Linked DNA regions of Mus musculus: regions 1 and 3 are each linked to region 2. A link is a contact called in public HiChIP or PLAC-seq data. All regions are on one chromosome and are shown on one strand. The core of a region is the stretch at or near the end of the contact, and the rest is flanking DNA. Distances in the headings are between cores, read along the strand shown.

What was found. HiChIP or PLAC-seq counts read pairs in DNA pulled down with a chosen protein or histone mark.
Region 1: a contact with region 2 is called in an H3K4me3 HiChIP or PLAC-seq map of craniofacial prominence, with 3 times the contacts expected there. The contact joins the enhancer-like site here to the promoter of Zdhhc17 in region 2. A contact is called at or near these places in 8 of 39 promoter capture datasets (the C10 cell line, the HPC-7 cell line, cranial neural crest and 5 more), 2 of 15 datasets of contacts at CTCF or cohesin (the NIH/3T3 cell line and embryonic stem cells), 5 of 484 Hi-C or Micro-C datasets (embryonic stem cells, forebrain, muscle stem cells and 1 more), 20 of 115 datasets of contacts at active chromatin or transcription factors (the 230-238 cell line, the NIH/3T3 cell line, bone marrow-derived macrophages and 11 more) and 4 of 9 other capture datasets (adipose tissue, embryonic stem cells, liver and 1 more).
Region 3: a contact with region 2 is called in an H3K27ac HiChIP or PLAC-seq map of extraembryonic endoderm stem cells. The contact joins the enhancer-like site here to the promoter of Zdhhc17 in region 2. A contact is called at or near these places in 3 of 39 promoter capture datasets (cranial neural crest, embryonic stem cells and liver), 1 of 484 Hi-C or Micro-C datasets (embryonic stem cells) and 2 of 115 datasets of contacts at active chromatin or transcription factors (extraembryonic endoderm stem cells and trophoblast stem cells).

Annotation. Positions count from the first base shown.
Region 1 is chr10:110,803,266-110,806,818 of GRCm38.p6, reverse strand. All of the region lies in intron 2 of 1700020G17Rik (RIKEN cDNA 1700020G17 gene), which reads left to right. Among named protein-coding and RNA genes, the nearest start is that of Gm36808, 6.5 kb to the right of the region's middle. Within about 2 kb of position 1,663, at least 78 of the 459 cell types and tissues checked have an H3K27ac peak or open chromatin away from gene starts, as enhancers often do. A contact at or near this core is called in the NIH/3T3 cell line, adipose tissue, craniofacial prominence and 3 more, where this site is marked.
Region 2 is chr10:111,007,836-111,011,550 of GRCm38.p6, reverse strand. Zdhhc17 (zinc finger, DHHC domain containing 17) reads left to right here and starts at 1,485. Exons shown (of 17, transcript NM_172554.2): 1 at 1,485-1,613. The coding sequence starts at 1,521.
Region 3 is chr10:110,876,517-110,880,261 of GRCm38.p6, reverse strand. All of the region lies in intron 2 of 1700020G17Rik (RIKEN cDNA 1700020G17 gene), which reads left to right. Among named protein-coding and RNA genes, the nearest start is that of Gm22186, 14 kb to the left of the region's middle. Within about 2 kb of position 1,686, at least 72 of the 459 cell types and tissues checked have an H3K27ac peak or open chromatin away from gene starts, as enhancers often do. A contact at or near this core is called in embryonic stem cells, extraembryonic endoderm stem cells and trophoblast stem cells, where this site is marked.

The sequences.
Region 1 (3,553 bases), core at 414-2,913, 200 kb after region 2:
TCCATACTCAAATCTACACAGCTTCACAATTTCTTCCTGTCCGCTGGTGAGCTCTAGCTCTCTGCCTTTTGAGACTGCCCAGCCTGGTGACTTGACTCTCGACACAGCAGAAATGATGGCTGATCGGAATGGAGCTTGCTGGCAAGAGGCCTTCCAAAACCAGCCGTCTCTTCACCAAGCCGCTGGCTAATGGCAAACATATGAGCAAAGCCATATGCAGTCAGCCAAGCACAGCTGGACTGGCAAACCTTCCCAGTACAGCAGGGAGAGGGAGGGCTTAAGCCGTTGAACACCGGGGTGATTCAAGTGACTTCTAGCTGATACAAGGGGGAAGCCTTGCATTTAGAGCCAGATTGAAGATGGAGCTATAGGAACAATTTGTAGAATGCACCCAAACGTCACAGGACTATACCGTTCTCCCTGGGTGCCTGAGGCATTGGCTCCATGCCCCTATAGACACCAGCATCTATAGATGCTCAAGACCCTTTTGTAAGATCAGATGGATGTATGTCCTCCCAAGTGCCTCAGGTCGCCTTGAGCTTACCCACACCACCCAAAGCAAGACAGATGGTATGCGAATAAGTGTTATTCAGTATCATAGAGTAACAAGCAAGCCATCCGTCAGAGCATGATCCAGTCTTTCCTCCTTCCCTCTCTTCCTTCCTTGAACCAGGATCTCACTCTGTAGCCCCAGACTGCCCCAGAACTCACTGCAAGCCCAGGCTGACCTTAAACCAGTCCTGTCTTGACATCCTGAGGGCTGCGATTTCACCACCTCACCTGGCTCTAAATATGTCTTATCTGAGGTTGGTCACATCCACAGATATGAATTCCTGTGTTTGGAAGAATGGTATCTAATACTGGAAATACATGCTGGCTTGCTCTAGCTTGCATGGCTTTGTAACGATATGGCTCGGCTTCTGACTGAGTGAGTGAAAACCCTTCAGTGAAAAACAGCTTGCTCTTAACCCCCCCACCCCCCACCCCCAGCCATGTCCAGCTAGGATAGATGAAGCCACAGGACACCAAATGAGGACCGTGGCTACCATGCCTCATTCATCGTTCTTATCTGGTTGACTGCTTGTAGAGAGATGTGAAACACACAGGCTGACTGAGCAGTGTGCTGTCCTATCCTTGGTAACTCTCAAAAGCAAAAGCTAAGGGCATGAGGAATGCCTTACTAGACCAGCATTAGCTAAATTATGATTTTGAGAAGCAAGATCAGGTCAAGGCACCAGGGATCAAAATCCGATGTCTCTGACCTCTGTCTTCACAAGCTCCCTTCCTGGGAGTGGACAGCCCCATCTTGTCAGAATCAGTTCCAGACAGCAGCTCATCTCTAGAAGCTCCTGAGCTTGGAGCCTGGAGGGTCAGGTTTCCAGAAAGCCAGGCAAAGTCATCAATGTGCTGTGTGAGGGTGGAAATTCCATATGGTTTCTGACTTGTAAAAAAGTAAAATAATATTTTCAAAAGGCTCTATCTTCTCTATTTCAGCTTGTTTTCTCAAGGTATAACCTCTCCTTGTGGTTACTCTCTAAAGGGAAGTATTTTTAAAGGTCTCCTTTGGAAATAAAAAAAGTTACGTAAGTTAGACGTTTGAGCTGTGTCAGCAAGTATGTGCCGGGACCGCCTGCCAGCAGGCTGTGGGTCCTCAGTGGCTGCCTGCCTGCCTTCAGACCTGACTCAGAAGGGAGGTGGAGAAAGATTTGACAGTTTCATTTTATATGTGAATAATTTTGAAAATGTTTAACTAGGTTATAATAACCTTGGTTTTTATAAGCCAGGGATTAAGCCAATTCATTCCCCCATCACCCACCCTCCCCATCTCTAACTTTGAGACTGAAATGCTCTACAGTTAAAAGCAAGGACTTGGGATTCCAGATCTTTGCAGAATGGGGATAATGCTAGAGGGTTTGGGGAGAGTATGTCAGATTGGTAACAATAGATAATACTAGCACTGCATTTCACTAAATACAGAATATCCTTATACTTTGGAGTCGACGGTATGAGTCTTGTCTACGATGGCATAATATCCCCACCTTCAGGAATAACGCGTGCATAAAGGGTGATGGAGCCATTAGTTAAGACTATGGTCTTCCATTCCAACACCAATAATTCATTCATTTAATCTCCCTGAGCCTTCATGAATCATTTAGAATGTGGGATGGCAATCACACTAAGGTTTTGTCAGGACTGACTGACTCATGACTGAGTGTTCAGGACAATGAATAGACCCTGTAACAACGGTACAATAACCACAGTATGGGCCGCCCACGGGGCAGGGGTGTTCCAACAGTTGCTCAGAGCACCCTTGCCAACTTCCTGGCCCCCTTCTTGTCCCGCATCATGGCTCTTATTCTTTCTCTCCATGGAACGGTCCTTCAGCTACAATAGCAGCACGCCCAGGAGACCACATCCTCTCCCATTGCATCTGGGTTTGATTAGCCATCCTCTTCCCTTGCATCTGGATTTGATTAGCCATCCTCTCACTCTGCATCTAGATTTGATCAGTTTCTCAGGTCCCACCTCAACCTAGGACAGACACTTCTGTGTTTCAATATTATGTTTACTTTACCGACCCACCAATCTCACAAAAGCAACATTTGTTGTTCCCCTTTCCATGTTTTAACACACGCTTCCAGATTCCGGAAATCAAGTGGTAGAACCTCAGTCCAAAGTTCGTGCTGCCCACTGGTCCCTGGGAGGATGCTCAGAGAGAGAATCTTTCCATATTCTTAGGTATTGCATAGAGGGAGAGTAACCCTCAGACCCACTTTCATGGAACACTACAAAACAGCCCCATTTGAGTTTTCTCAATCAGCTCGAGTTATGGCATCACTTCTGTGTCTCGGGGACACTTCACAGTGAGGAATTACGCGAAGGTGCAGTCTGCCATACTTATCTTGGAGACAGCTGGATCAGTCACAGCCGAGAATAACCAACCCCAAAGGGGTCTATTTCCACCGATCAATCAGCTTGCTGCTGTTGTCCTGGGACGATCACTAACTCCTAAATTCTGCTTTTTGCTCGTTTCTTGGCCTTTAGCTTCTATACCACAGATTACAGCAGGCAAGGAGAGTTAACTTGTTCTTTGGCTTCTTCTATTTTGCCTTGTCCTTACACACCTCCCACCTGTGCCAGCTGTATGAGTCCCCACCCGGTAAGTGCCACCTCGTGGCTAATGCCATCCAAGCATTCTACTGTTCTGTAATAGATGTGTTCGGAGTGCAGTCATTATGAGTTCTGACTGCTCACTCAGGCGGACTTAACTCCTACTCCGTATTTTTAAGTATCAAATAAAATCCCTTTGGTTCTTTATTTGACTTTCAAGTTCATGAAAATCTTCTGTAACATTAAATTGCACCCCAGTGCACTCTCTCTTACTTGACTAAATCGGCACTGTCGAGATGTAACAGTGGGGCTGGTACAGGGTTTCCCGCCGTAACGTTACCATTTATTTTATGTTAAATGACCACAGGCCACATTGTGTCCACCGTGACACTCCTCTAGCGCTTTAACTCCAGTATACCTGGCACACCTAAACTTTGTCCTC
Region 2 (3,715 bases), core at 236-2,735:
TTCATGCTGACACGTGACTGAAGAAAATTTCGGTGCTGTGAACGAAAAACTAGGAATTCTGTTTAGAATTGCATGGTTTCTGGTTTCTGCCAGGACAAAAAAAGAAAGAAAGAAAAAAAAAAAAAGAAGAAAAGAAAATCGGTCCGTGCCGGAAGGAAAAGCCCTGCTGAGAGGATACACACAGAGACAGGCAGCGCCAAAGAGACCGCTTCTTTCCCCCCACCAGAAGCAGCTATAAAATAGCATATTCATCCTTTTTCTGAGTGATTACTGCCCGTTTACCGACGAATACTAGGTCTACTTTGCCGTTTTCATTTGTTACTGGGAGAGCACAGTATTGAACGGACCTAGCCTCGTGATCTCGTCCAATGCCTTGTTACTCCTGGTTTTTCCTCACCTCCTCAGAATCGATTATGTCCAATCCAGAACCGATCTCAGCTCTCCCCAGACCCTCCTCAGATTCTTTTGGCGGGAATATAAACCTTACAAAGGGGTTTCCTCTTCCATGCCCCATCCTTTTTTCCTCTGACGTGCCTTCCTCCCGATCTACCAGTAAATCTGGCTTTGTCCGACTGCAGGTTTTTTCCCCTCTGGTGATCTTTGGCTGATTTGGCTTTGACAGGGGACTGGTTAGTATCAGAATCTCTAATCAGATCGCTCTTTGCTAAATGTTCCCTGGCGCTGTAGAGATTTACAATCCCTAGTAGCCCAAACCAGAAACAAATCCTTTCTGCAATTGTTCCATCAGCCCCCTCCCAACCCCAATATCCTCTTAAAGCCGGCTTTAATCATTTTTATCTGGGTCACACTCTAGAGCTTTCATTTTAAAAAGGTTTCACTTTTGAATCCCCGGGTCCCTATTAAAATGCAGCAGATGGGAAAGTGTGGGGCTTTGACCTTGTCAAAAGCAAGGATTTTAAAAAAAAATGCCCTAGCTCAATCGCAAAGAGGGCATCACACAACAAAAGCTTTTTCAAGGAAGCCAATTTTTTTTTTTTTTTTTTTTGTCCTTGCTTCTCCCGGTGTCCCCGAGGCACAGGTGCGGAGGCGAGGAGAACGCATCCTTGCTCTCCCAGGGTCACACCCTAAGCCCTTCCAGCCCTTGGAAGGCTCGGGACCCTGCCCTGCGCGGCTCTGGATCTCCGTCTTGTGTCGCGCGCGGCCTTTCCCGGGTGGCCGGAGCCGAGGAGCAGCAGCAGCAGCAGCAGCAGCATCGGCCTCCGACCGGGACCCGCCCCCGGGCCGCGGCGCCCACGCCCAACGCGGTCCGCTGCCCCGGCGCAGTGCAGCAGAGAGCACACTCCAGCCCCGGGCCGGGTCGGGCCGGGCCGGCGCACGCGCATCGGGACCCGCGCCCTCCGCGGCGGGAGGGGCTGAGGGGGCGTCCCGGGGGCTCGGAGGGAAGAGGAGGTGGCGGCGGTGGCGGTGGCGCCGCGTCGCCCTCATCCGGGCTCGCGCTCGCCCTCGCGCTCGCCCTCCGCCTTGCCGAGCCCCGCGAGGCTGAAACGCTTTCTCCCAGCATGCAGCGGGAGGAGGGATTTAACACCAAGATGGCGGACGGCCCGGATGAGTACGAGACCGAAACGGGCTGCGTGCCCCTTCTCCACCCGGAGGTGAGGGACGGCGCCGAGCGCCTTCCCGGGACCCTGCGGTCCCGCGGCCTCGCTCCCTCAGCCTCGCCCGGGGCGGCGGCCGAGGCGTCCGGCGCGGTGACCTGTGGCGGGACCCCGGGGGAGGCTGAAGAAAGCGAGTCCAGGCCCGAGCGCGGCGGCGAGCGAGCGGATAACGGGGGAGGAGATAGCGGGGCGGGCCCGGCCGGGGCGGGCTCTGGGACGCCGTCCCTGGCGGTGCCTGGAGGACAGAGGTGGGGATGGCGATGGTCCTGTGGTGTCGCCGCGCTGCCTGCGGGTGCAGGGGCGACGGGGGCCTGCTGACACTTTGGAACCTCGGCCGGAGCCCCTGGTCTCGCTCCAAGCCTCCCCAGGCAGGGGAGGCAGCCGATCTGCTGTTTGGTTTTAACTCTCTCCTCGTCCCCTCTTTCTCGGTGGCGGATGACACGACCCTTCCCATCAGTTCACTCGTTCCCCGGGGATCGTAGTTTTCCTGGGCAAAGTGATGTCCTTCCAGATTATGCCATAGCAACCAGCTCGCCGCTGGGGACAGCGAATTTCGGGGTGTGTTTGCCCTTAGGCTATTAAAAAGAAAAGAAAAGAAAACAACAAAAAAACAAAAAGAGAGAGGGTCTGAACTTTGGCGAATAAACGCACGCACCCATTAGCTTGTCACAAAGTAGCGCTGTTTGGGGACTGTCAGGGAGGGTAGACAGCGCAACACGTTTCCCACCGTTTTTTCTTTTGTATCTCCTGGACGGGAACAGTTTTCTCTGCCGGAGCCGTCAGGTTCTGCCCGTTGTTTACCTCCCAGTTTGTAGCTGAGTTTGTGTTTAGTAAAGGCCTGGAAGCAATTCTTTGTGTATCCAGGTTTGTTGATTATTATTATTATTATTATTATTATTATTATTATTATCATCGGTGCACGGTGAGATGCGGGGAGGGCAGGAAAGTGTAGCGCAGCTTCCTGCAGAACTCAGGTCGTGTTTTGAGGTTGAGAATGGTGTCCAGATCCGTGGTGTTCGAATAAACGTGGTTACTTTGCATTCGATTGATTTTATTTCTTCCTGGCTTTTGTGTCTTGTTTTTTTTTTTTTAATTGTAAATACAAAGGACCACTTTCGTATTAATACCCTATTATCTCTTAACTTGATCATACACACACACACACACACACACACACACACACACACACATACACACACACACACAAACTGAGACAGTTTCTTAGAAATATATGCTGAGACAAGTCTCATTAGAAAAGACTGTTTTGGGTTTCTGACACAGCTATGCAGTAAGAAGAAACTTTCTGAAAAATTAAAGTGGCAATAAACTTAGAAAGATTTCTTTTGGTTTACACAAGGTCCTAAAATATGTCCAGAAAGTTTTCAGATGTTGTGTTGTATTTGGGGTTAAGGAATATTTCTGCTCATCGGTTCCTGTGGGTATATTTCAAGCACTTAAAAGTGTCTTATGTATTTTAATGTACTGTGGCACTCAGTGGATGTTTGGAGGTAGAGAGAGACGGATTAGGAGCTCAAAGCTATCTTTGAGAGTATAATGTGTTGGAAGCCAGCTTGTGGCTCAGTGAGACCAAACTATACACACACACACACACACACACACACACAAAAAAACAAAAACAAAAACAAAAACCTTTCCTCTTTGTAAAAATGTATGTTGTTTGTTACCCTAAACATAATTTTGCAGGGTGTGGTCATTCACACCCAGTACTTGGGAGTCAGGAATGTCTCTGAGTTTGAAGTCAGACTAATCCACATAGCAAGTTCCAGGCCAGCCAGGGCTGCATAGGGGCACTGTGTCTCAAAACAGTTGTTGTTTTTCTTAACCTACTAGTAAATCTAGAGATTGCTTGGTATATAGAGAGCTTGAACTTAAGGTGTCACCAGTCTGTTATTTAACAGATGGAATCTTACTAGAAAATCAACTTCCCTATTGCTCAGAGGTGAAATTGGTAAGATAGAGACTTCTTTTGCCAAGTAAGCACTAGGTCTAGTAAGTGTAAGTCTGGAACGTTGGGGACCGACTGAAATAGTCCTCATTTTCTGTGGTTAGTTAATTGCTCCTGCGGTAGACCTGATGCA
Region 3 (3,745 bases), core at 437-2,936, 130 kb after region 2:
CAGTCAATAGTGCTTTTGTTCAAAGTTTTGAAGATCATTTGAAATATTCACTGAACCATTCGAAGGAGGCGTCCTTCCTTGAATGAGAGCCGACAGTGGGCATAGATGGATATTTATCCATGTTTCAGAAGGCAGGATTCAACCTGTCGCCCACTCTTCTTCAAGTCTTCACCCACCATCCCCTAACTTTCTATTGCTCTTTTTATGCTTCCAGTTCTTTGTCCTTTTTCTCAGCCTCTTCTCTTCCCTCAGACCACCCACCCTTCAAAGCCTATTGCGAGGCACTTTCAATCGGGCTAGAGTCTAGACTACAGGCTGGACAAGTTGTTCTCTCCCGCCCCACCCAATTCTCCAAGGAATTGGGCTAAAGACTAAAGCCACATTTCACAGTGACTGCAGAACTTCCCACTGGAACAAACTGTTTTCTCTTGGCCAGATTTAATGACCCATGAAACCTGAAGTGTGAACTGTTAGGGAGGGATGTAGGAATAATTCCAGTCCTGGGACAGTTGGACATTTCTTTTGATCTTCAGCCTGCTCCTGTCAGTTTGGGGAGGGCAGAGATGGAGGCTGTAAGAACGCAAAGTGAGGATCCAGGCTCTGCTCAGGCCGCTGTATCCGCAGCAGCCCCCTCTGCCCTGCACAGGTCCAGACAGGCACTCTACTAAAACACTGTCCTGGAGCCAGGACATCTTATCTCAGACGTTTATGTAAACATCACATTTCTTGTTCCCTGCCCCCTCCCCTGCATCCTGCAAGAGAATCCCAGAGCCTGGTGGCCACTCCAACCTTTCTCAGCATCAGAAGGAGACAAGCTCTAAGAAGAAGCTTGCTCCTGTACATGTTGGCTGTGGCTGGTTTCCCCAGAGACTCTCTCTGCATGTTGTCTATCTTTGCTGCTCGGGTCTGAGCACTCCTCCGAGTTCTCCATCACACTGTTACTTCTGTCTGTCTTCTTCATGGCACCAAGTCTGCTAATAAACTTCTCACTCCCTAGTAATCTGTCTCAGTGTCCTCTTGAACACCCCACCCCCACCCTAGTCCCCAAATAACTAAGGTCCTTGTGGTTTGTTTTTGTTTTCCCAGCTATAAATGTAAAGCCCAGACAAGGCAGCACTAGGAGATTTTTTTTCTTTTAGTACATAAACAAAGAACAAACTTTATAGCGCATGGTGCTGATTTTAAGTAGAATCTGTTTTTATAGACAAACCTGAAAGGGACACGGTGACTTTTAGGATTTGACTCTGAGGACATTTTGTTGGCAAATACATCTTTGAAACAATTCCGAACCAAATTTAACCAAATCCATACAGTCATTTCTGGCACGCCATTTAGGCTTTGTATTGTTAGTGAAGCAGCAAAATCCATTAAAGAAAAAGCCCTGGTCAAGAGAAGAGACACTGCTCTGGCTGCAGACCCAACATTCCACATTCCAGTGAGGTCAATTCAATTGTCTTCTTAAGGAAGGCAGGCTCGCCTTAAGCCAGGCTAAAGAGATAGGCAGAACAAATTCTCCTTTAATGCCCGCCTATGGCCTGAGTCAGCAAGGCAAGGCTTTTTCTTTTTCCTTTTTTCTGTCTCTGACTTTCAGATCCTGGCCAGAACCTAAGCACACCTTCTCTCATGCTTTGGGCATTTTTACTGTTTCTCTAAAGCTTTCCTCCCCACCACCCCACCGCACTGCTGCTGTATAGTCCTCAGTACCAGCATAAACAGCCCCTTGGCTTCTCAGTTACCCTCCTCTGGGCCACTGCTGAGATCTGCAGCTTGCCTGCCCTGGGAGCTTTACTTTTAAACTCATAAAATTGTCTTTGAGCTTCTGTTTGAATCCATTCTTTTTGTTTGTTTGTTTTGGTTTTGGTTTTTGGTTTTTTGGGACAGGGAAATCCATTCTTAAATCATTTTCCTAATAAAACTAAGAACCTAAAATGGTGGCTTCAGCTTCCCCTGTATCATCAGGTGATGGCGGGAACCCCCCTCAAATTCCAGGAACAGTATTGAGTCACTACCTGTAAAAGATCAAATTCTCTCGGGGAGCTGATAGCGTCGGAGCTTGCTTTGAAATCAAATCTTTGCCCAAAGCGATAGGCGCGCACACAGCTGTTAGCTTTGCCAGGCAGCTAGTCATGGTAACTTGCTCAGCCTAGCAGAGGGTAGGTAAGCCTGCTCCTGCTCTCCAGCAGAATGTGTGGGATACAGGTCCAGCCTATCAGAGCACAGTGACTGAGTGATGAGGGCTCAGGCGCCAACCAGAGGCAATAACACACAAGGACCCATCTACTGAGCCACTGAGGAGGTCTTATGCTTTGCTCTGGGATGTAGTTTGGAGAAATTCCAGAAAGTGTCATCCTACCAGCAGCAGAAGGAGCATGAAGGAGAATAGATGAGAGCGACTGAGAGAAGCAGGGTCAGGCTTGAGTTACAAGAGTAAAAGCTTTGGCTCGTTCTATGCTGAATTGCCTGTCCCCGAAGTGTTCTAAAGTGACTCAACGAATCTAGCATTTATTGGGGCTAGATTTTGTTTGATCCATCTTATCAAAAATAGTCAAAAAGTAACGCAGATGATTTAAAGACAACGTCTATAGGTCCCCTTTAAAAATTCCTAATACATTAGCACAGTCTATAATTTTTTTTCCTCTTAATAAGTTTAGCAGGATTTCTATTTGGTCATTGTTTTTGTTTTATTAGCTTCATAAAAAAAAACTGTCAGCATTTGGTTCTCTGGTGTTTATTTGCAATTTCTTTTATTTTAATTGTTTTATTTACATTCCAAATGTTGCCCCCATCCTTGTCCTTCCTCCAAGAGTTCTTCACTCCATGGCCCTTCCCCTTTGCCTCTGAGAGGGTGCTCACCCCACCTGATTCCCCCTAACTCACCCCCTCATTACATTGCCCTTCCCTGGGGTATCGAGTCTCTACAGGATTAGGTGCATCCTCTTCCACTGAGGCCAGACAAGGCAGTCCTCTGCTACATATGTGCCAGGGGCCATGGACCAGCCCATGTATGTATACTATGGTTGGTGGCTCAGTCTCTGGGAGCTATGAGGGATCCAGGTTGGCTTATACTGTTGTTCTTCTTATGGGGCTTCCATCCCCTTCAGCTCCTATAATCCTTCATAAGGGTCTCCAGCCTCAGTCCAATGGTAGGCTGTGAGATTCTGTACCCGTCTCCATCAGCTGCAGGTCGAGCCTTTCAGAGGACAGCCATTGTAGGCTCCTGTCTGCAAGCACAGCATGGCATCAGTAACAGTGTCAGGGGCTGATGCCCAACCATGGGATGGATCCCAAGTTGGGCTGGTCACAGGATGGCCTTTCCTTCAATCTCTGCTCTGTTTTTATCCCCGTATTTCTTTTAGACAGAAACAATTCTGGGTCAAAAAATTTGAAGGTAGATTGTTGACCCCATCCCTCTACTGGGGCCTTGTCTATCTACTTGAGGTGGTCACTTCAGGGTCCATCTCCCCACTGTGAGGCATTTTGACTGAGGTCATCCCCATCCCATGTTTTTTTTTTTTTTTTTTTTTTGTGTGTGTGTTTTCTAATTTTTATTTTGATTTATTTCTCTCTTCCTGAGATTCCTCACAGTCCTATATGGAAATTTCCAGAAGTTGGTATTTGTAAAGTTACCTGTTTTGTTAATATTCTCCTTCTCAATGAGCCATGGATGGGCAATGTGGTATTATGCTGTTTTGTTGAGAGGGGGTCATGCTGAGGGGTTGTATAAGGTCAGGCATTTTCAGTTTTT